Linked DNA regions of Zea mays: region 1 is linked to region 2. Evidence: chromatin contacts called from public Hi-C data. All regions are on one chromosome and are shown on one strand. The core of a region is the stretch at or near the end of the contact, and the rest is flanking DNA. Distances in the headings are between cores, read along the strand shown. Region 1 holds the start of LOC103638826 (probable N-acetyltransferase HLS1-like). Region 2 has its middle 21 kb from the start of LOC103638824.

Region 1 (5,982 bases), core at 1,013-3,512, 290 kb after region 2:
CATTATTGAGATGCAAAGTTTTGCTAGGGAATAAATCGAAGTACTGTCAACGTGACTAATATGCATACATTTCCCGTTTGTAGCATAAACTTGACCTTACCTAGTATTTACCACATATGGGGAGCTTCTCCAACTCTCTTGTGAGATGATCAATTCCTCTTGTATTTATATACTAGTTTGTATCCACTCCATAGAAAGACATTATTGCACCTACAAATTTATGTTCTTTTTTGAAAATCTTGATCATATCAATGTCAATAATCACTAGCTTGATGATTTGACTTGCTACACATTTGACACAATAACTTCTTTCTTCGACTTGAAGAGCATGTATTTGGCCTAGTGTAGCCTCCCTTGTGACAATCTCCTCGGTTCTATCATTGATCGAAGGTGCTTCTTCCTTATTGCCATAGCTTCTACCAAGGCCACATCCACCAATGGCCAAGTTTGCAACGTGGAGAGTTGTTTTTCTTCACCTAGCCATATATGTTGAAGGCTCTCATAGCTAAGATATTGAATATAGAGTTCAATATCTGAAACTAGTTCTACTCTTGCGTTTACAAATAATATTAGTGGTGTATAGTTAGCATCAAGGCCGTTAAGAATATATATATGTGAATGAATGTCTTCCCAATTGAGGCTAGTTCATTCCCAGTTGAGGCTAGTTTATATACAAACTTCTTTATCATGCCAAATTACCACACCATTGTTATTGTTCTCTTCTTTGTATTTGTTAGCGTAAATCACAAATTTGCTACCTTGGTTCGAGTTTGGGGCAAACATTTCTTTGATCACTTTTCAGGCTTCAACAATTGTTTCTTTGGTTGCGACATGCGTCAATACTTACTTTAATAGGGATCCAGGATATAATTAACCACTTGCTAGTCTTGGGCAACCTATGTCGCATATTTTGTATTTTGCATGTATTTCATCATCTTGTCTTCATTGGGGTGATGGTGATCGTCTTCGATGGAGGCTTATCTTGTTGTCAAAACAACGCAAAAGTTGTGCGCCTCATGGCACCGGGGGAATTGGGTCTTTGATAATCGGAAGTTGTCCGTATCTTTATGATTGCAGACGAAGATGAAGAACTTGCTGGCATATCGATAATTTCTTGAGAGCTAGATACACTCCTAAGAGGTTGATTATCATATGAAAATAGATTAGTGTGTTATATGTATCAGGAAGTTGTGGCTTATATTTATATTACGTGGTCATAATATAGGTCTGTATAGGTTATAATCATCATGTTGCTTTTATCTTAAATCTTTTCAACTATACAAATAGAGAAATACAGAGGTCTAATTAAATTTTCATGACATAATCTATAAAGGAGTTCCTCTGACAAACCGAGCCAAACGTTGGTTGCAGCGAACAGACCAACTTCACTTTAATAGCAGAAGACGAGAATATAAACCTACAGTACAGTACAATAGTCCACATGTTTTTACCTTCACTGAGAAATAGCGCTATGCAAATTCACTAGTATATCTGCCAAAGGATTTTTTTCAGATTTTTTTATTTCAACGACAGAATAATGTTCTTTATTCATTTGGATCATATCTGGGCAACGTATTTTTATTTCCATCTACAAAATTTTAAATAAAACGTCCATCATCGTCCACTTATATATTTATTTGTGCGTTGCCAAGAAGACTGATCCTCTGTGAATCATATCTCCAGAACCGCCTCTCTTGGAATATATGTTCGGATGCCCTACAATCGGTAGGTTCCGGCCTCACAAATCCTAATTCCCATCGCCCTATTATATAACCTCTGTTGAACTGGAAAGAATCTCACTTGTTTAAAGGCCGGTGTGCTTTAGAGTAATAGGATTACTAAGCTAGGCTGATTTGGCGCCTAGCTTCAATTCAATAAACTGTTTCTGTGTGAATGAACGAACAGCTACTGAACTATAGTCTTTCACCACGAACTGGGCCCCACTTCGTTCAGCTAGATTAGGCTCTATCTGAAAAAAATAATAATAAACCAGGCAGTTAAATCGCCTCCATTCTCCCCACTAATCTAATCCAAGAGGAATGGTAGCTAGCACTAGCCTATTACACAAACGCCGCCGTTGTTCTTTGTTCTCCGTCAGTCCTTGCATCTCTCTCTCTCTCTCTCTCTCTCTCTCTCTCTCTCTCTCTCTCTGCGTCACTGGGAGTGGGAGGTTACTATTTTGCCCCGTCCCCACAATACCCCTCTCCTCACTCCCGCTCTCGTCTCTCCCCGCCAGCCTACTAGCTACCTGTATAAATTTGCCGCACGCCCTCCTCGTCGTAGAGGAGCAGCAGCACAGCAAGCTAAGCTCTCCTTGAGCTAAGCTAAGCTAGTTGCGACAGCGACGAACAAGCTAATAGGCTAGACACTGTCGTCTGAGGTCGGCGTCATGGATGGAGAGAGGAAGGTGTCGTTTAGGGTGAGGGAGTTCAACATGGAGAGCGACCTGGCGGCGGTCGATGAGCTCGAGCGCCGGTGCCAGGTCGGCCTGTCCGGCGACGACACCACAGCCGCCGACGACGACAGTAGCGGCAGCAAGCTGCGGAAGACGATGAAGAAAAAGAAGAAGAAGAAGAAGGGCATGTCGCTCTCCGTCGAGCAGGTCGGCGACCCGCTGGCGAGGGTCCGCCACGCGCCGGAGCACGTCATGCTGGTAAGTGGCGGCCTAACTAATCTACGCGCAGCAAGCTACCACCGAATGAATTAACAAGCGCATAATTAGTAGTGATAAACAAAAGAAGCTCGATCGATTTGTTTGTTCGGTACACCAATCCGATCGTTCTGGTATGTAATACTGTTCGAAGTTCAAACACTGAGGGACAGATCAATTTGTTAGTGATAATTGATGTGCACGAATGAAAGATGCGTTCGACAGCGACAATTTTATCAGATTATTCTGTATGTACGTTGGCTGATGACGAAGTTGCAACGCCCAGGTTGCCGAGTACGGCGAGGAGGCGGAGATGGTCGGGCTCATCAAGGCCTGCGTTAGGGTGGTGGGCAGAGGCGGCGGCAAGAAACAGAAACGTTCTTCCTCCCCGAACCCGAAGCAGGAGCAGGAGCAGCAGCCGTCGCCGCCGGCGTACGTAAAGGTGGCCTGCCTCCTCGGCCTCAGGGTCTCTCCGTCTCACAGGTACTTCACCGCTTCTTTCCTTTTCTTCGATTCTCACCACATGCGGGGGATGCATGCACACAACACAATGCGTCCGTATCTCTGCTTGGCACCAACGTACTTTCTCTGCTTGCCTAATCGCCCGCCCCGCGGAGTGGGCCGTCCGAGGGAGGGGGGCCCCACCGTTATGGCTGGTTGGCCGGAGTCCACTGCAGGCGCCGCGCACGGTCCCCGAGGCGCCGCCGCTCGCGCGCGTGGTTTTGAACGGCCGCGTGCTCACCTTAATTGCGCTTTCCTTGCAGGCGGCTGGGGATCGCGACGGCGCTGGTGGAGCGCGCGGAGGAGTGGTGCCGTGAGCGCGGCGCGGCGCACGCGACGATGGCGACGACGACGTCCAACGCGGCGTCGCTGGCGCTGTTCACGGGCCGGTTCGGGTACGCGCCGTTCCGGCGGCCGGAGTTCCTGGGCCGGCCGGTGCACGCGCATTGCCTGCCCATACCGAGCGCGCACCGCGTGTTCCAGCTGCCGCCGCCGCTGGCGGCCGCCGCGTACGCGCGCCTGTCCCCGCCGCAGGCTACGGAGTTCCTCCCCGCGGACATGCCGGCGCTGCTCGCCCACAAGCTCACGCTGGGCACGTTCGCGGCCATCGAGAGCGGGCCGGACCCGTCCGCCCCGCCGTCCTTCGCCGTGCTCAGCGTCTGGGACTCCACCCGCTCCATGCGCCTCCGCGTGCGCGGCGCGCCCGCGCTGCTCCGCGCGTCGCTCGCCGCGCTCCGGGCGCTCGACCGCGGCGCGCCGTGGATGCGCGTCCCCTCCATCCCGGACATCTTCCGCCCCTTCGGCGCCTACCTCCTCTACGGCCTCCGCATGTCCGGCCCCGCGGGCCCCGCCCTGCTCCGCTCCCTCTGCCACCACGCCCACAACGTGGCCCGCAAGAACCCGGCCTGCGCCGTCGTCGCCGCCGACGTCGCGCCCGACGACCCAGCCGCCGCCGCCGTCCCGAGGTGGCGCCGCTTCTCCTGCGACGAGGACGTCTGGTGCATCAAGAACCTCACCAAGACGAATGCCGACGACGGGGACGGCTGGGCGGCGCCGGCGCCGTCCGGGACGGTCCTGTTCGTCGATCCCCGCGAGTTTTGACGTAGCCATGGCCACCGATCGAGCCATGCATGGCAGGTGTAGGCAGAGGGCTAACCACCTCGCCTCTGCCAAGTTTTGACAACTACACACGTGTACATACCACTTGGTACCGCAATGGCAATGACCTGCCTTGCCATTTGCGGTATCAAACCACCCAAGCTGAAGTGATGGTGTCTGTAACGGTAGCATTTGCTTCTGGGTTTTAGAATAGCGACGAGGTCTGGCTAGTTTCTTTCTAATCAATGTTCAAGGAAGAAGAACCGCTTAACGCGTTTACCTGAACTGTGCATGGCAAATTGGTACAAGGCTGAAAGCGCACGGCAATTGCATCTGCAAGTATCCACGGACGAGAACGACGTGCACTGACAGTGAGACGACGGCGGCAAACAAAACAGCTTGCAATGATTCGCATGACTAGTTGGCCACAATGTGAATTACATATAATAAAGTGCACTAGCGAATTCAGGGTTCCTGTTTTTACAGTTTAGTTAACCAACACTGCCATCATAAGCAACAGCTAGGAAGAATTCAACTCAGGTTGGTTTTAAAATCTGGCAGTCCTAATCAAATTGACCGTTGATAGAAATATTCATCAGTGGTGAAAAATGATAGGAGATGAAAGGGACATTTCTGTCATTTGCTCATCCTTCCAATCAGGCTGAAACCAGAATTCACCATGCTACTAAGATCATCTCCAACAACTTATTCATATCCATACTCATATTCAAACTCTATTCTGCGAACAGTACAGTCTACAGTGTAAAAACAGTGCTTATGAATAAACTTTGATGAACTGCTGGAGTCGACCTAAGGGCATGTTTTGTAGGGCTTCACTTCAAAAATTTCAGTTTCGATTTTCAAGCTTCACCATAAAATAGCTCCAAGAAATTATTTATAGTGGGTTCGATGAGTGTTTGGCTTACACATGGACTCCAACTTTTATAATACAATTGTTTTGTGTGAGTTTTCCTTGATTATCCTTGATGATTGGTGGCTGTCACGAGAGATCCGAAACGCTATGTTGTGTGTAACCAGTGACGCGATGAGTAATTTTCATGCAACTTAATAACAAGGTATAAAAACAGTGTTTGTAAAGCACCCTTTAAGAGCTTAATGAATTTTATGAAGCTGATCTCTAGTTTCAAATTTTTTTAAAGCTAGGCTTGTTTGGATGGAACAAGCTGGAACGAACCCAAAATTATTGAAGTGTAGCTCTCCCAATGAATCCGAAAAGATATTGGTAGGTACTTCAGTTACTGAACCCCAGCAGTTCAAAGCTTCAACGACCAGATCTATATTCCAGCATACGTAAGCAACCAAATCTTCTTTATTCATCAATTCCATGCACAAAAATCAGCCAAACATTATTCCGAGATCACCTAAATCCCGGTGCCCCACCAATAACAAGGAGCTGCAAATCTGATGCTTCTTCCGTGATGTTGCTCTGATGCATGCATGGTCCATGTCACCAACGCCGCATGAGGTCCACAGAACAAGGGGAGAGTACACTCACATCCCTGCTTCAGAGTTTAGAGCCAGATCTTCACATAGTACCGGCCAAACATGGCATGTCAAGGAAAACTGATGGTGAGCGCTAGACGGCGATGGTCCAGGCTCCTACATATACTCTGACCAAAGAAAGCCATGGATGGACCTCTGCAAAAGAGCCTTAGCTTCATCAGAGTTCAGAAACGGCTCAGTAAACTGCAGAAGCAGCTAGCTTAGCGTGG
Region 2 (5,942 bases), core at 1,372-3,871:
ATTAAAAGCTTACAGAAAAGCCAAAAGGGTTGTGCTTCAAGTGTGGCGAACAATGGGGTCAATTGCATAGATGTTCCAACACTGTGCCGTTACATGTGCTAGAGGAAATGTGGGCATTCACCATAGGTGCAGAAGGTCAAGGGGAGGAACCTAGAGAGCCAACAACCGAAGGCAACCAAGAATGTGTGTTGGCTATCTCTATGGCAGCAGTGACAGGTAGTGAGAGTAGAAAGACCATCAAACTCTGGGCTTCGATCCATTTTCAGCAGGTCTTGGTATTACTTGACCCCGGCTGTTATGCAAGTTTAATGGGAAGCCATCTATTGGGAGTAATGACTGGTGTTCGATCGTTGCAGCATCCTCTTCATGTAAAGGTTGTTGATGGGGGAGAACTGTGGAGTACCCATATGGTTCCCGACTGCCAGTGGCTATGTGAGGGAACAACCTTTTTGACTGACTTTAAGATTTTACCCTTGAGTGGCTATGACCTTATTGTGGGGATGGATTGGTTGGAGCAACACAGCCCGATGTCGGTGCATTGGGGACATAAGTGGCTGACATTTGTATATAAAAGGGAAACCTGTCAAGTTACAAGGTGCAAAGCCAAATACCCAATCATGTGTTGCTCTTATTGTAGTACAGTTTGATTCATTGATTAGACAATAGGCTATCGAACAACTCTTGGAACTACAAGTTACTGCGAATGATCCTCCAGCTGAGATACCTCCACATGGGTTTGCAATTTATGGAAATTGGTGGTTTCCTGACTTATGTCTGCTATGCCGATACTAATTATTTGATATCATAATTATAATAAGCTAATGCAAATGCCTGCTTAAGACAAATGAGTTCATGATTCTGAATAACTTTGCTAAATTTATTTGTATAATTTATTGCAGGTAAATACTCCCTTCTTCCTTTATATTCTTGTTGTCTGATTGGATAACTTTGCTAGATTTATTTGTATAATTTATTATTGCATTTCACCCACACTAACTTATCTTCAAAAGATGGGTTATGTTGTTTGCTTCAGCACACGACATCACATAAGAAAATTGTGATTAATCTTTGTTTTCTTGCAGAATGACCATGATCCATCAAAGTTATTAGCTGAGACTCCAGGAAACTTCTTTGTTTCCTGGTTGCTAATGGTGCTCATGTTGATGTAGATTGAAAATACAAAAGCATTACCATGTAGTAGGAGAGAAATGTATTACCCGCACAGCCGTCGTTTGCTTCCCCCTCGCGAGTGAGGAATGGCTGGTTGAACGATAAGCCTAGAATGTCTCCCAGCCTTGAACGTAACAGGCACACGATGAAACGGTAGAGAGTTGTGTTAGATCTCCCAGCCTAGAATGACTCTTTTAATAGCAAAGGCATTACCGCGAATCTGAAGGAAAGGTAGGTGGCGCGTTTGTGGGTGCGTGGATGGGGGTCTGGCTGCGAGGTTCAATAGTAGGCGCCTCCCCCTACCAAATGTTGTGGTACTGGAGAACCTCAAGCCCTCGCTGCTGCAATCGCGGTAATGGCGCACGCTCAACTGGGAGATCTGCAATCGCGGTAATGGCGGGTGTGTGTTGAATTAGGCTTGTACGGGTGCTGGCAGGCGCTGTCGGCGATGGGGCACAGTGCCCGGGCGCTGGTTCGGGGGTGGCTGCATTCTGAGGCGCAGGTGGCGGGCGTGCAGGAGTTTGGTGGGGGCCAGGCGCTGGTGCAGGCTGGAAGCCAGTGGTGTCAGGCTGGTTCACCACCCTCTGGTGTCCGTCGTGGCCATTGCCAGGCTTTCTAATGCTGCAATCAAGATTCAAAGTTCTCATCAAAACCCTATCAACCCTGGCGAGATCAACCAATCGTGCGAGGAAGAGCAGAGGGCAATCAGAATCAAATATGTCGAAGCTGCTGGACCGGCCGGGTCTCCTGGCGTGCCCCTCACCCCTGTCCCCTCGCTGGGACATAAATCCACTTCTCTCCAATCAGAACGACTAAGCCATGTAGATTCGCGGCAGGATTCGCTGCGGCGGGCGTGCGGGAATGCGAGCGCTTCGGTAGCAGCGGGCAAGGCACAGGCTGTTCGCGGCGGAAGAGGCGGTCGCGGCGGGATTCACGGAGAGGTTTGCGGGCTTGAGGTTCGCCATGGTCGCGGCGGGGTTTGCGTGGTTTGTGGGCGGGCGGGTAGAGGCGGGGGCAGTCTACAGTAGGTTCTTAATAGTTAGTATAAGTAGGCGGGGGCAGTCTACAGTAGGTTCTTAATAGTTAGTAGAGATTTTAAACTTTACTCTGCAAATAGTGTAATCTACACCGCAAAACAGTATACTTTGCACTGCCGTTTACATAGCCTGTTGGAGATTGGAAAATAAACGTGAACGACTGTAGTACTAAGATGCACGCAAGTGTCATATTTTAGATACATTGGAAATATATAATATGTGAAAAAGAGAAAAGGAAAAGAAATTAAAAAAAGAAAGAAAGGAGCTCACGTGTAAATGCAGGTTGCCGTGGCCTCACATGTATGGCATGGGCGAGGTTTGTTGAGTGGCTGTGAATGCGACTTGGCTGGTACTACCGGTTCGTGGAAGTTGGTGGGCTGGTGGCCAGGGAGCGCCAGGCCCAAATGCGCGCGGAGGTTGGCGGCCCAAGCTGAGGAAGCGGTAGCGGCCCGGTGGGGGCTGCGGCGTAGCCCACGCAGCTAGATGGAATCGAGTCCGGGATGGATTAGGACTCAAGTCCTTTTAAAAAATAGAGATCAGATTTTTCTAATTTCTAAGATGAGGGTTTAGAGGAGATAAACAATTAGATTAGATCTATTAAGAGATTAATCTAGGTTTTTTAGAGATATCAATGGGAAACATTCTGGTGCTTTCGAGGAGTACTTTTATACACAAATCATGATAATTAAATAGTCGATTATGCAAGATTATTACGGTAATATTATTCATCACTCTTTATTGATTAATTTTGTTCTTAATTTTGATTCTAGATTGAATTTTTGTTTTCAATTGTTACTGGTGTTTTGATTCATTTATATCATTACTAAGGCAACAAATTAGTGATCTACAAAGTTTGGGAGATTGATCTTTTCTAATTATTGCTTAATTCTGAAATTAGGTCTAGATTAATTTTCGTTACTACTTGGAACAACGACCTTGTTTTATTTATAACTGTAGATCCGGAAGTCCGATCTACATGATTCTGGTTGGGTTAGATTCATATTTTATTTTATTTATTAAATTTTGAGATCTATCGGCATTACGAATTTTAGCCAGAAATGTTTTATTACCATAACAGTAATATGTCCAAATTGAGAAAAATGTATAGATTGGTTTTGTGATTAAGAGGAGGTGAGAATCAATTTTAAGCTTCCACAATCATTCACCGCCTTTCTGATTGCCTATTTTAGCGTCATACGATCCTGCAAGTGATATCGGAGCTGTGTTTATTATCTAATTAATCTTAATCGGTGATTAGATTAAATAGTTATGTTTAGATATTACACAAAACCATGTGTTTTCGATGGATGTGGTTTTCAATTTTGGAAGGCAAAGATGGAGGCATACATCAAGCACAAGATTGGGTGTACCGTGAAAAAGTTGCTAACCCTTTTTAGGTGCCTTAACAAGTTAATGAAGCTAACTGAACGAATGTGGATAACAATAGCAAGGCAAGAAACATGATCATCCAAGGTCTTGGGAGGAGTGACTTTGATCGGGTGGTGCATCTCAAGTTTGCATATGAGGTATGAAAAGCACTATGTGATTATCATGAAGTTTATAATACAATAAAATAAGTGCACCAAGACATGTTTAAAAAATAATATATGCACTTTGAGATGAAACCTAGTGAATCATTAGATGTGTTCTTTGCACGCTTTAATAAAATCCTTAGTAATTTGCGAGTTATTAATGTTACTTCCACAAATGCAGAAAATTCTAGACAACACGGTGCATTAGATATATCTTCTTGGGAGATGAAAGTAACTTCAATTAGAGAATCAATTGTCATGAGTAATCTTACATTAGATGTGCTTTATTCTAAATTAGACTCATGAATTAGATATTCTTGGTAGCAAACTCGGTTCAAAGTCTATTGCTTTAGCTTCACAATCTAGCAAGTTACATAATGTTACCACCACTAGTAATGTCTTGTCCTTTTTGTCTTCACTAACCGATGAACAACTAGAACAATTACCGAAAGATTCTTTGGACACTCTCTATTCTCGCTTTACTAAAGCTTTACAAAATGTGAGATCAAGGAAGGAAGGGAAGTCTAATCCTTGAAAGTGTTATGAGTGCGGCTCACTCAAACATTTACACCCTAAATGTCCAAAGTTTTTTGGCAATGATGGCAAAGGATGAGGAGGACAATGAAGATGAAATAAAATCTGATAAGAAAGAGCACACATTCAATAGAAAGAATATGAAGAACTTTTTGAATCGCAAGATAATACATCAAGTTCTTTTAGTGCTTGACCAAGTCAATATGAGCAATGTTGATTTAGAGAGTAGTGAAGAAGAAAAAACCATCAAAGACAAGAAAGTGCATGATTTGATAGGACTGTGTCTAAAGGCGATTAACAAGAGCTTCTCCAACAACGACGCCGATAGTGAAAACGAGGTACAACCTTCTTATGATGATTTAGCTAATGTTGTTGAAAAGCTTGGTACTTTATTAGAAGAAAGAAATAGAAAATTTAAGAAACTTGATGTTTTTGTTGAATCTTTGCATGCTGAAATTTCTAGACTTAAAACCTTGATACATGTTGGTAATACATGCAAAACAAATGTGATGTAGTTTATTCTGAATTTATTTATTTACAAGATTTGCATGTTTCAACTGTAGAGGAACTTAAACTAGAAAAGGAGAAAAATGTAATACTCTTGGTCAACCAACTTATTGTGATAAATGTAATACTCTTGGGGTTAAAATTGAAAGATGCTAATGCTAGAGTTGATCAGTTGAAAATTAATTTTTCTACACATAATGTTCTTTCTTGTTCTAATTTCCACTCTTTTAATTATTCTTGCAATAATTATTACAGTCTTTTAAAACATAATTAATATTTGCAAGATAAAATGGGAACTATAGTTTGAGTCAAGTTTTAGAACAAAAGACCATTTCAACAAAAATTAAAATTGGCTTATGCTTTGAACCTTATGCACATTCCAAGACTCATGCTTCTAAAATTATTAAATCTCTTGGTAATGGAAATTTTGAAACTCATGATGAGCCTAAAAAGATTGTTTTTAAATCCACTGGAATAATGTCATCTATTAACACAATGAATGAAAATAAGGCTTCTATTTCTTTTCATAATTGTAAGGTTACCTGGTTTGATTCCCGAGTAAAATCAAAACAAGGCAAGATAGTTAAAAATATGGGCCCTTCGCCCCTTCAATTTACCTCTAGTTGAGAGGCAAATTGAAGGGAGAAAATCACTACCATTATCTATACCACTATATAATCACTACCGGAATCCGGCTCTTTGCCGAGTGCATTTTGTCGGGCACTTGGCAAAGATTTTTTTTGCCAAGTGCCACAAGCGCCGAAATAACACTCTTGGCAATGACCACGTTTACCAAGCATAAGACACTCGGCAACGACCTTTTTGCCGAGTGTCAAACACTCGGCGAATGACATTGCTCGGCAAAGGGCCATCCAGCCGTGTATAGCTGATGACCGTTAACTTTGCCGAGCGCGAGGCGTTGGCACTCGACAAACCATCATTTTGCCGAGTGTCTTCCTTGACACTCGGCAAAGTATATTTTTTTTTTGCAACCAAACTTTTTGTGGTTTGTTCCTAAACTATGTAGACCTATATGTTCAATTTTGGTACAATTATAAAAGTGTTTGATATAACTATTAGATTTTGTTCGTTTAATTGAATTTCCTCGAATAATTCAGATTTGAACTGCAAGTCACTCAAAAATGGAAAATCGTGAATGTGA

Evidence for each region. Hi-C and Micro-C count contacts between places; a contact is called where the count stands out from the background.
Region 1: a contact with region 2 is called in a Hi-C map of leaf, with 5 times the contacts expected there. The contact joins the promoter of LOC103638826 here to the enhancer-like site in region 2. A contact is called at or near these places in 3 of 25 Hi-C or Micro-C datasets (ear, endosperm and leaf).

Annotation. Positions count from the first base shown.
Region 1 is chr9:109,223,809-109,229,790 of Zm-B73-REFERENCE-NAM-5.0, forward strand. LOC103638826 (probable N-acetyltransferase HLS1-like) reads left to right here and starts at 2,263. Exons shown (of 3, transcript XM_008661632.4): 1 at 2,263-2,653; 2 at 2,937-3,133; 3 at 3,415-4,724. The coding sequence starts at 2,390. The coding sequence ends at 4,252.
Region 2 is chr9:108,937,995-108,943,936 of Zm-B73-REFERENCE-NAM-5.0, forward strand. No RefSeq gene overlaps it. Among protein-coding and RNA genes, the nearest start is that of LOC103638824, 21 kb to the left of the region's middle. Within about 2 kb of position 2,622, at least 16 of the 20 cell types and tissues checked have an H3K27ac peak or open chromatin away from gene starts, as enhancers often do. A contact at or near this core is called in ear, endosperm and leaf, where this site is marked.